2 separate regions of the Pan troglodytes genome follow, and region 2 is linked to region 1. Evidence: chromatin contacts called from public Hi-C data. All regions are on one chromosome and are shown on one strand. Each heading gives the region's core, a stretch centred on a gene start, on an enhancer-like site or on the middle of the called end of the contact. The rest is flanking DNA. Distances are from core to core; before and after follow the strand shown.

Evidence for each region. A called contact is a pair of places that touch in the nucleus more often than the background predicts.
Region 2: a Hi-C map of stem cell-derived neural progenitor cells shows a contact between it and region 1, with 2.8 times the contacts expected there. The contact joins the promoter of PDGFC here to the enhancer-like site in region 1. A contact is called at or near these places in 1 of 7 Hi-C or Micro-C datasets (stem cell-derived neural progenitor cells) and 1 of 1 datasets of contacts at active chromatin or transcription factors (stem cell-derived excitatory neurons).

The regions. Positions count from the first base shown.
Region 1 is chr3:158,398,674-158,404,818 of NHGRI_mPanTro3-v2.0_pri, forward strand. No RefSeq gene overlaps it. Among named protein-coding and RNA genes, the nearest start is that of PDGFC, 370 kb to the right of the region's middle. Within about 2 kb of position 1,713, at least 2 of the 24 cell types and tissues checked have an H3K27ac peak or open chromatin away from gene starts, as enhancers often do. A contact at or near this core is called in stem cell-derived neural progenitor cells, where this site is marked.
Region 2 is chr3:158,769,174-158,775,419 of NHGRI_mPanTro3-v2.0_pri, forward strand. It overlaps PDGFC (platelet derived growth factor C), which reads right to left and starts at 4,551. Exons shown (of 7, transcript XM_063809961.1): 1 at 4,363-4,551; 2 at 3,382-3,615. The coding sequence starts at 3,499.

The DNA of each region.
Region 1 (6,145 bases), core at 463-2,962:
TGACTTCTCCAGGAGTCTGCCACAGAGTATATAGGCAACAACTACCTCATTTCTAGGTCAGCAGAGATTCTCTGCATATACAGAGAAAGTCGGCATCCAAGTCCCAGCATCTGTCTGTCATTAGGCAGACCTGTGCTTAAAGCCACAAAGAGAGTAAATGATTTTCATCGTCAAAACCTAAAATAATCTAGAAGCAGCCTAATGAAAATCAGTCAGCTGTGCTGATTATTTTAACGTGCTTTTGGTGTAATTTTTATGGGAAATAAATGTATTAGAAGAAATCCTGAAAGTATTTTTGGAGGAAGTTGCTTATATTGTCTATTAATATGAGGATGAGGAAGAAGTGGAAAAAGGGGAACATTAGCAATTGCTCAAGAGGGTAATGCAAACTTTAAAGCAATAAATTATAACCAATTTTACATTGTTTATGATTAGGAAGGCAAATAACTAAAAACAGTGGACTCTTCTCTTAGAGAACAGGATAGACTTTATCAAGTGAGTTGAAATGCATTACAGAGTTCTGCTATCCAATAAAATATACTCCACCAACTGGCAGGGCACAGGAAATGCTCCCAATCCAAGCTCGTCTTCAGTTAAAGGAATTTGACTTTAAGCAGCAAGCGTACATTATTTTTATAAAGGGTCTTAAAGAAATGGGATTAGTGATAGGACAGTCTGGTTTGCATCTGCATAGGATCAATTCTTGTCCAGGTAAAGTGGACCATATGGAAGAATGCTCTGGAACTCCTTAGACATTGAATTTCTCAGTTAAATACAAAGAATTTATTTTAGCTAATTAATTTAACCTCTTACTTTGTTATATTTTCATAAAGCTAATTTTAAAAAATCCTAGAAACTAACCTGATGTTAATGTCACCTATTATTTTGCCCACTATAATGCATAATGGACTGGCCAGTATACTTTTAGCAGCAATAAAATGAGCTGAAAAAAAACCTATAAAATATATGGAGTGGAACATTGTTCCCTACAAGGACAAATGATGGCTATTACATTTTCCAAAAACTACTACTGTTGAATAACTCTTTGCAAAGTCGATTTTGGACCATCTCAGAAATGGTGCCTTTCCTTCTTTTCAACAGTAGGTAAGAATGATGCCTTAGGTTTCCCAGAAGGACTAGCTGGAGTAGAATGCATCCAAATAGCAAAGTTACTTGCCAAAACGTTGAAAGACTTCTGCTTGCAAAATGGGACTTTGCATGCACTGTTTACTCTCTTTCCACGTGAATGGAGTTTCCAATCCAAGATGTCCATTTGGATGCAACAAGTCACTAAAGAATAAAATCAGCGAGGTTTGTCTAAACATGTTAGTATATTGCATCTGATTGCAAATTATGTTTGCTTTATTTCATTGTATTCACTGTTCATATTGTGATTGCTTAAAGTCCAAATCTACAATACATTTGGAAGATTCCTAGACTTCTTTCACATTTTCCATGTTAGCAAATGTTCCCTTTACCACACTCTTTCACACACACACCTGTTAAGTGTAACTGCTCTTAAAATTGGAAAAGCTGAAAGAAAACAACTCTTTTTAGAAATGACCCAGGTCAGGAGGCTCCTGGTTTTTATTGCCACTTCAAAGCCAAACCAGATAAACTGGCTTAAGGTACTACTTTGGCATTGAACGGAATTCAATACAGCTGTCTGAGTAGCAGAAGCTTTGAGGTCATAGTAATTTTGCTTGAAAGGCTCACCCCTCCTCCATATATGGGCGAGTTGCTGTGCTTCCTGTTCCTTTGTGCCAAGAATTCCTCTCCTGTCCCCTGACCCAGCAGACTCAAGACTTCTAATTGTGCTGATAATTTCATTCCTCATCTTTTCAGAAAGTCATGTGAGAGATTTAGCTCTGGTACTTAATTTAAACTGTTTATATTTCCTTTACAGTATGCTCCAACCAGCAGCGCGGACCGCAAGTGGAGCCCGGCAATTGGAAATTTGCAAATGCCTGGATGCCACGTTTTCCATCTTCTTTAGATATCCTTGACTCATACATCCTGTCTGGGCTAATGTTGGTTTTCTGATTGCAGTGTGTCTGGAGTCTCAACAAGTGCCCAAGCCACCCTCAAAGGGTCACTCCTTGTTTCAAGAGCACTTGTGCTTGCCTTGACCTCTCTGTCCCTCTCTGATTCCACTTAGGAAGCTGCTTAGTTCCATTTTTCAACTGAAAAATTATCCTCTGCTTCAGGCCACTCTGTCATACTGGTTTGTGTAGTGTTTTAAAGCTAATTTGAACTAGGCAATGTCTTAGCCTTAGATATAGACAGATAATTTTCCAGATCAGACAAGCTATAGTAAAGCTTCAAAGGGAAAACTTTTATTCCTAAAGAGAATAGAAAACTCATCTGTGTTATTCACATTGTATTTAAGAAATGACCCAAGTTGAAAATAAATGTGACATGTGAAACTGAATATCCACTAATATTTCTGGTAGCTTCTGCAATTATGTCTAAGGTTTTCCATTTTACTGTTGAGCTTTTATAATAAATACAAGGACCAAGAATCATCTTCTGACAATAAAGCAAGAGATCAGTTCAATTGAGACTATTAGGCAGAAGTGGGAAACTGGAAGAAATATATTAATCTTTTTCTTCTGAATGTCTACAATGTAATGCCAGATTAAAACAAAACCAAATAAAACAAAAAAAGAAGCAGATGAACTTAACAAGAAAGGTTATAAATACCCAAATGTTTAGGTACCATTATCATTACTTCTTCTTACATTTTAAACTGGTTATTTCTACAAACTATTTGGTGCACATTTAAACTACTATCTTGAATTTTCAAGCAAAATTCCTCATATGAACATTATGTACCAATAATTGATATTTTAATTGATCTAAGATTAAATATAAGTTAAAGATATTGATGGCTTCCAATTTTTGTCTTATTTTTAAGAAAGTTGGGTCCATATGAACAGTCTTCTCAGTAACCAAAACTTGACATAAACTAAATATTTGCAAAGTTTCTAAAATTCAAAAGCATCATTGTTTGTTTTGTCTAGATTTTTTCTCAATTTTCCATGGGCTCCAGCACTTCCTGTCTCAACTTGTGACCAGAAAAGAAACTACCAAAATGAAGCAGGAAAGGTTGTTTCTATTTTGCAGTTGAATATGCCAGCCAGGAATCAGGGGGTATTAGCAATTTCATAGATTGTCCCAACTGGAAAACACAGATGTTGTCAAATGTTACACATGTAATAACTACATCCTTTGAAGTTTGGTCATAAGCAGTATTCAAGAAAGAGAAAGAGAGAAGGAAAGAAGAAAGGAAGGAAGGAAGGAATGAAGGAAGGAAGGAAGGAAGGATATCAACATTCTAGAAGTAGAGCTGATGTACCCTGTGATGGGAGAAGTATACAGGGCAAGTTGATATGCCAAAACAGTGGGTAGGATTCCCTCACCTCATTGCCATGTGTTGAAGTTGGTTCACATAACACAGGGTTGTTCAAATGCCAGCTGATATTATATAATAAATCTATTCTTCAGCTACCAAATACAGCCTAATTTAATCATTTAATTATCTGCATTTAACTATGCAAAGATATTTCACCAACAAATAATTTTATCTTAAAATGTCAAATATTTAAGTATTTACTGTCAGGCCTCTGAGCCCAAGCCAAGCCATCGCATCCCCTGTGATTTGCACGTATACGCCCAGATGGCCTGAAGTAACTGAAGAATCACAAAAGAAGTGAATGTGCCCTGCCCCGCCTTAACTGATGACATTCAACCACAAAAGAAGTGTAAATGGCCGGTCCCTGCCTTAAATGATGACATTACCTTGTGGAAGTCCTTTTCCTGGCTCATCCTGGCTCAAAAAGCACCCCCACTGAGCACCTTGCGACCCCCACTCCTGCCCACCAGAGAACAAACCCCCTTTGACTGTAATTTCCCTTTACCTAGCCAAATCCTATACAACGGCCCCACCCTTATCTCCCTTAGCTGACTCTTTTCGGACTCAGCCCGCCTGCACCCAGTGAAATAAACAGCCATGTTGCTCACACAAAGCCTGTTTGGTGGTCTCTTCACACGGACGCGCATGAAATTTGGTGCCGTGACTCAGATCAGGGGACCTCCCTTGGGAGATCAATCCCCTGTCCTCCTGTTCTTTGCTCCGTAAGAAAGATCCACCTACGACCTCAGGTCCTCAGACCCACCAGCCCAAGGAACATCTCACCAATTTTAAATCAGGTAAGCGGCCTCTTCTTACTCTCTTCTCTAACCTCTCTCTGTCCCTCAACCACTTTCTTCTTTCCACTCTTCAATCTCTCCCTTCTCTTAATTTCAATTCCTTTCATTTTCTGGGAGAGACAAAGGAGACACATTTTATCTGTGGACCAAAACTCCGGCGCCGGTCACGGACTGGGAAGGCAGCCTTCCCTTGGTGTTTAATCATTGCAGGGACGCCTCTCTGATTATACACCCACGTTTCAAAGGTGTCAGACCACGCAGGGACGCCTGCCTTGGTCCTTCACCCTTAGCGGCAAGTCCCGCTTTTCTGGGGAAGGGGCAAGTACCCCAACCCCTTCTCTCCTTGTCTCTACCCCTTCTCTGCTTTCCTGGGGCAGGGTCAAGTACCCCTCAACCCCTTCTCCTTCACCCTTAGCGGCAAGTCCTGCCTTCCTGGGGCAGGGGCAAGTACCCCTCAACCCCTTCTCCTTCACCCTTAGTGGCAAGTCCCGCTTTTCTGGGAGAGGGGCAAGTACCCCTCAACCCCTTCTCTTTCACCCTTAGTGGCAAGTCCCACTTTTCTAGGGGGCAAGAACCCCCAATCCCTTATTTCCACACCCCAACCTCGTATCTCTGTGCCCCAATCCCTTATTTCCATGCCCCGACCCCTTATTTCCATGCCCTGACCCCTTATTTCTGCACCCCATCCCTTATTTCTGCACCCCGACCTCTTATCTCTGTGCCCCAACCCCTTTTCACACTTTTCTGGAAGGTAAGAACCCCCGAACCCCTTCCCTCCGTTTCTCTACTCTCTCTTTTCTCTAGGCTTGCTTCCTTCACTATAGGCAACCTTCCACCCTCCATTCCTCCTTCTACTCCCTTGGCCTGTGTTCTCAAAAACTTAAAACCTCTTCAAGTCACACCTGACCTAAGACCTAAATGCCTTATTTTCTTCTGCAATGCTGCTTGACCCCAATACAAACTTGACAGTAGTTCCAAATAGCCATAAAATGGCACTTTGAATTTTTCCATCCTGCAAGATCTAAATAATTCTTGTCGTAAAACAGGCAAATGGTCTGAGGTGCCTGACATCCAGGCATTCTTTTACACATCAGTCCCTTCCTAGTCTCTGTGCCCAGTGCAACTCATCCCAAATCTTCCTACTTTCCCTCCCACCTGTCCCCTCAGTCCCAATGCCAAGCGTCGCTGAGTCTTTCTAATCTTCCTTTTCTACAGACCCATCTGACCTCTCCCCTCCTCGCCAGGCTGAGCTAGGTCCCAATTCTTCCTCAGCCTCCGCCCTCCACCCTATAATCTTTTTATCGCCTCCCCTCCTCACACCTGGTCGGGCTTACAGTTTTGTTCTGTGACTAGCCCTCCCCCACCTGCCCAGCAATTTACTCTTAAAAAGGTGGCTGGAGCCAAAGGCATAGTCAAGGTTAATGCTCCTTTTTCTTTATCCCAAATCAGATAGTGTTTAGGCTCTTTTTCATCAAATATAAAAATCCATCCCAGTTCATGACTTGTTTGGCAGCAACCCTGAGACACTTTACAGCCCTAGACCCTAAAAAGTCAAAAGGCCGTCTTATTCTCAAAATACATTTTATTAGCCAATCTGCTCCCGACATTAAATAAAACTCCAAAAATTAAATTCCGGCCCTCAAACCCCAAAACAAGATTTAATTAACCTCGCATTCAAGGTGTACAATAATAGAAAAAAGTTGCAATTCCTTGCCTCCACTGTGAGACAAACCCCAGCCACATCTCCAGCACACAAGAACTTCCAAACGCCTGAACCGCAGCGGCCAGGTGTTCCTCCAGAACCTCCTCCCACAGGAGCTTGCTACAAGGGCCAGAAATCTGACCACTGGGCCAAGGAATGCCCGCAGCCCGGGATTCCTCCTAAGCCACATCCCATCTGTGTGGGACCCCACTGAAAATCGGACTGTTCAAC
Region 2 (6,246 bases), core at 3,301-5,800, 370 kb after region 1:
GCCACAAAAGCCCTTGAGAAAAAGAACACATACAATAACTGATGTTAATAAGACCAACCGTAGCGAATAGCGGCGTATTCCAAATCAAAATTCAGAATGGCTAAAGAAAATGAGAAAAAAATGATACGCATGCTCTTAATCTATGAGTAAACTAAAAATCACTCACCAACAACACAGGTAGAAGAGGCATTCCTCCACCAACAACTTTGTCATTGACATCTCTTTGTGCTGTATGCAACAGACAAAGTAGGTTTTGTTTTGTTCCTGAGTGTATGATTCTTTCTGCTACAACTCAGAAGCACTGTCCCAGAACTTAATCATTCCACAATAGGCGTTCTCATCTAAAACCAGCGTGCACAAAATATGAGTATTTTTCACCATGGTCATACAACAAGTATACAGGCCAGACACCCTCCAAGCAAGTCAATGTTATCTTTTAATCTATTTCCTCAAGTTAAATCTGAAGACTCTTGTTTTCATATGTGAGACAGGGTCAGAAGTAAGGTTAAAAATTAAGTATAGTATATGAAGTCAACTTATAATATTAGAGGATAAAACTTTGTACAGTAAAAGTGGCAAGAATTGCAATCCAATGGTAGGTCAAAAACCAGATACCTAACAATATTGTAAATGACACTAACCCTTCAAAGCTAATTCTGAACCATGTCCACATGATCCAGTCTAAATCCATGTATGCAGCATTGGCTACAGCAATCAATTTCCAATTCTACCTCCTCTTGAAATACCAAGTTAATATTAAAACTGAGCAGCCCGAGGTACCTGATTGAGTAATCACCATTAGGGACTTTAGAATACTCAAGAAAAGAGAGTATCATGAGGAGGGGTCCTTGGAGACAAGAATGAGCTGCTATAGTCATAATATATCAATTTGGACATTTCAGAGTTAGAGAAGACCTTTCACAAAACGATGCAATGCACAAACTGGGCCAATGGGATCTTCTATGTGGTATCCTCAAGGAGGGTTCATATTTACAGGACTGTACAACTGTCAAAATTGAGACAGCAACAGGGCAATCAAAATTCAATCATAATTCAGTATGTGGGCAAAAGATTACCCACATAATGGAAAATTTGAAAGACAAAAAGAAGAAGAAGTAGAAGTAGTAGTAGTAACGGTAATGGTAGTAGCTCTAACAAATCTGGTTACATTCCAGGGGAATCTTCTTCAGCACCCACCTGTTACCCTCAAATCTTGAAACATTGACGTATAAAAATCAACCTGAGCATGTGCAAGAAAATAGCTCTATATTGCCCCCTAGTGCTGGCCAGTGCCACTTCTCCTTGGGCTAAAAACTACAAGTAGTTCCTCTACTTCTAGTTACTTCCTGCTGCCATTCTTAACATAGACCAACCCCCAAACATAGCCTAATCCTCTACCCACAGATTAGGAAACAAGCAGCAATTTTTAGCATCATGCATCTTAGGAATGGAAATGGCCCAGCCTCAGATGGCAACAGAATGTGTGTGGCCTGGCTTAATGAACTCATCTCTCCTGGAGGTGTGAATCTACTTGGGTAAAGTGGCCTATGACCACATGCTGCATGACAGCTCTGGGACCCTTACAAAGTGATGATAGCATGGGGATCACAAGAGAGAACTAAAAGGAAAGGACAAAGAGAAGCACAGGTCAGCAAAGAGATTCGGGCAGATGCCAAGAGAGGCTTGATAAGACAAGGCAATAGGAGAAATGATATGGGACAGGAACAATAAAAAACAGAAGCCAGGAAGCCAGGAATATTGTGCATTGTTGTCATTATGGAGGAGCTTGGCTAGTAAGAAGCAATATTTTGAACTGGACATTTATTTTACATGAGAAAGAACAAAGGTTGGTCTGATGTGTTTCCTGCACGGGTACAGCTGGTGCTGTGGCTCCTTTGATCACTTTCCCCCAGACCTCTGCAGCTACTGTGATTAGAGATACATCCCTAGGCTGCCCTTTGATCAGCAGCTCAAGGAGTCTGCAGGTGCCATGTGGCATCACATTAGCAAGTTGTAAGAAGCACCACACTAATATTAGCTGATAAATGTGATACTATGTCTTGCTGCGCAACAGCAAATACAAATAACGTTTGCAAAAGTCAGCAGAATCCTTATTTTATCTACTTTTATACCCTAAAACTTTCTGTGCTTTCTTAAACATGAACACTTCATAGAGTTTAAATTCAAAGTTGAAGTCTTGAAACACCCCAATATGAAAAGGAGAAAAAATCACTCTGACTTAAAACTATAGCACATCCTATCTTAATTTTGTAGGTATGCCACTTGTGTTCATTTTGCATGGTTAATCAAGTGACAGAATCCTTGCATTCTGAATAGATGATATACAAAGCAGTAAAAACATGTATATTCCTTTTCAAATTACAGTAAGAGCCACCACTTGTAAACAGGGCGTTAAATATTCCAATTTTAGACAGCCTACATGAACATTGTGGTTTCATGTGCAGTATAAAATTTCTATTTACAAAGTATTCTCAAAAATGACTTCATAATGTTAGATGAAGAGAAAAAGAGTTTAGAAATTGAATGATGTAAATCATATGGGTTCAGAGGCTAAGCAAATTACACACCCTGAAGCTGCCCTGGCTTTATGAAAGGAGCCTTTCTCCAGCTCTGTGCAATCCCAGCCCAAGGGAACTTGCATCTGAGAGTTTTCTAAACATTTCAGGTACACTTGAAAGCTGAAAGTAATTCTCATTTCCTATGCAGGATTAAGTCGTTTCCAGCACACACAAAATAGCAGTCATTCACCAACACATACAAAAACACACCACCAGAAAGGTAAGGACTTCAGAGTACAAAGGCAAGTTTAAAAAACAAAAAACTAGGGAGCAAGAGAAATACACTTTTTAATTCCTCTAAAAACGACCACACAGCCTCTTGACCTCTATATTTCCTATCTACTCATTGATTAATTGATGACTTCGACCTAGAATGCTTCAATTAATGCGGCTGATACATTCCCTGACCGACCCCCCTCGCCCTCCCCAAATCTGAGTAAAGTCAAACATGCCAAGGCTCATTCATTTTGGATTCGTTTTTAGAGGCAGTTCTTGAACTTCTAACTTTGGCAATGAGCGAACCTGCAATGTGCATTTGAAATGACGTTCACAATCGCTCCCAGAATGTCCTCACTCTGCAATGGCACTCACGTTGCCCTCTTGGAGCTTTGTGGCAGCTCCCGAAGTTGCAAACTACACTTAACCTTTAACAGTCCATGCCAATGAACGCAGCGCACATTTGCATGTAAAGAGAGACCAACGATACCTTCACAGTCTGGTATACATCACATACCAACGCACAATGCCAACGTTAACACACACAGCGAGAAACAAGCAGGGGGAGAATGGGGGAAAGACTCACCGTTCTGTTCCTTGTTGCTGGAAAACTGGAATTTACTACTCAGGTTGGATTCCGCCTGAGTCCCCTGTCTCTGGCCGGCCAGGGCAGATGTCAGCAGGAGAAGCCCGAAGAGGCTCATTTGGCTGACTGGGGTGAGAGCTCACTCACGGCGGGCACTTTGGAAGCAGCGACTCCCGAGTCTCTTTCACCACCGCCAGGGGAAGGCTGCACTGGGGTGGAAGCGCCGAGCCTGCTCTGGCAGCAGAGAATCGCAGGGTAGTTTCCACATAATCCCATCCAAAACTTTTTCCTAGAGCCCTCTTCTGTGTCTCCAGTTTTTGAAAAGGATCAAAGCAAAACCTGGACCTGAACCAGTTTCCCAAGGTTTAAACAAATCCTGAGCTGTGGCGAAGTGGTGGGGGTGGGGGTGAAGGCGAGGGAGGAATGAGGGGGTGGGGACGCGGGGGAGCGGCGAGAAGTCCCCAGCAAGTTGCTGGGAGCACCTGTCAGTTCGGGGGACAGGACAGAGGCGAAAACTCAAGGGTTGCCCGCAGCCAGACTGGAAGCCAAGTCGGCGGCGAGCAGTTTCTGATCAATAACAAAGCTGCCAATAGATGCGGCTCTCCGGGCGCCCCTCTCCCCCGCCCCACCCCCCACCCCCGAAGGGGGAGGGGGAAGAAACAAGGCGAGGGCGCCGCGGCGTGTCCCACGGGCCGGGGCGCCGGAGCGGGGCCGGGGGGCTCCGGGCCGACGGCGGCCCGGGCGCAGGCGGAGAGAGGCCGCGGGGCTCCCGCTCCTCAGCCCGGAGCGCAGTTGGCCCCGGGTTCGGAGCGCCGCAGCACGGATTCCGGCACCTGGCTTGAGTTTTCCGCGACCAAAGTTCACCTTGTTCGGGCTCGTCCCCCGCTCCTCAAAGCCTGGGGCAATTCGGCCGCCCGGGGTCACCGCGGGGCTCCGGTTGTTCCCCGTCCCCTCCCCCCACGCCTCGGGCTCCGCGCTAACCTCGGGGCTACGCGCGGCGTCTCCGCACGGGGTGAAGAGGGAAGGCCGGGGCGGCCGGGAGGATCCGGCTTGTCCCCTCCCCTTTTCTACCTTCCCCCCGCCGGGCGGCAGACAGGAGGTGGGGGCCGTGGGCCGAGCCCGGGCGGAGCGCGCGCCTGGCGAGCGGGGGCGGCTCAGCGGCTCTCCCGCAGGCGGCCGATGGGGCGGGCGGGGGTCAGCGCCTCTGGGAGGGGCAGCCCTGGGACGCGTCCGCGCGAGCGGGCTTGGCCGCCCACTGGCTGTCAACAGGTGCTGCGCAGACAGGGGGTGCTGCGGGACTCGCTGTGGGCAAGACCCCGGTGGCCCAGGAGAGGAACGCGGCCAAGGCGGCCCCTGCTTTCCCTTCCACGGAACACCTCTAACCCCAAATACAGAGCACGATGGGTGGTGAAGGGTGCTGCAGAAGCAAGAAGTGGGAAAGAACTTCCTGCAGCTCTCCTTCTCCCGCCCCCTGTCGCCTGACTTGTCATTAGTTTCCAGGAGGGCTCCCCACTCCCTAAGGTCTTTGCTGGGACCCTTGGCCAGAGTTTCAGAACAGAAGGAAGAAGGGAAATGAATTCAAAGGCTTTCCTCCAATTTCCAGCTCCCTAAAGCAGGACAGATAAAGCAAAAGTAAAGGCAGCCAAAATAACATTCATTTAACAAGTACTATATTTACTGAATGCCTACTATGTCGGGCACTGTTTAGAGGTTGGAGCCGCAGCAGTGAAAACAGACAAAAGTCCCTGCCCTCGTGAAGCATACGTAGTAGTTGGGCAGCATTAAGCTAATAGCAAGCTCTTCTGAGAATGATGTCTAAGGGACTCAGAATGATCCTGCAACCTTGGACTTTCCTACAATACAGCCTCTAACAAAACTAGGCTGCCCTGAACCCCTGGTGATAGAATTGTTTACATTTACACCAAAAAGGTCAAGAAAGAACTGAAATCTGTATGTGGCTTGTGTTCAGGCTGACTTGGAGAGAGAGGCCGATGCTTTAAGACCTAAAGTTCTCATGAGGTAGTCTGAAATGAAACACACATGCCAAGCAGGGCTTATGGTGGTTCCATGTCTGCTAAATATGTCTGTGACAGGATCCAACGTGCTTTCTTTGGGGAGAAGCAGAAAATCATTGTCAATGTGTTAAAGGCACAAGCAGAGAGTCAGAAAAGTTGAATTTTAAAATGAAGCTATTTTTGAGTAATAATCAAAATGGAAACAAGGAAGTGCCATGGCAGGCAAATCAGCAATATCACCCAACTTCTTGTGGAAAAAAAGTCAATGCAAACAATTCGACCATCAAGAACACTTGGGCTGGAACAGAAAACCAAAATAGCAATGTCCCTGAAACTAAGGAGTGGCATTTGGGCAAGAACATATTCTTACTGGACCAAACCAGGGGCTGATCCTTCTTCAGTGGTGAGGAAAATGCCAAGCCCTCTTCTTATACGCGAACACCAACTGGGGCCAACCAACCAGACCTTTCTGCTTGGAATATCCTAGTCTTCTTGTTTTTCCCTTTTAGAAACCTTTGAAAACTTCACCCATCTGTCTCATTCTTGAAAATTTCACCCGCCTGTCTCATTCATTCATTCTTATCCCTTTACCACTTCTATCTACAGAGTACTAAATATACACTAAAGGCAATTAAGGCCTGATCTTTGACTTTAAGGGATTTACAGTTTAGTGGACAGAAGGTTTTTTATCAAGTATGGTATTTTATTCGAGTTAGCAGCTCCACAACACCAGTGTGACTCCATATTTGCATAATGTGTTCCAAAAATATTTTGTAAATTTGTGAGGGTGAAGGGTTATTCCCAATTTTAACAACATAATGGGACTTAAATAAAGGGCATGCCTTATGAA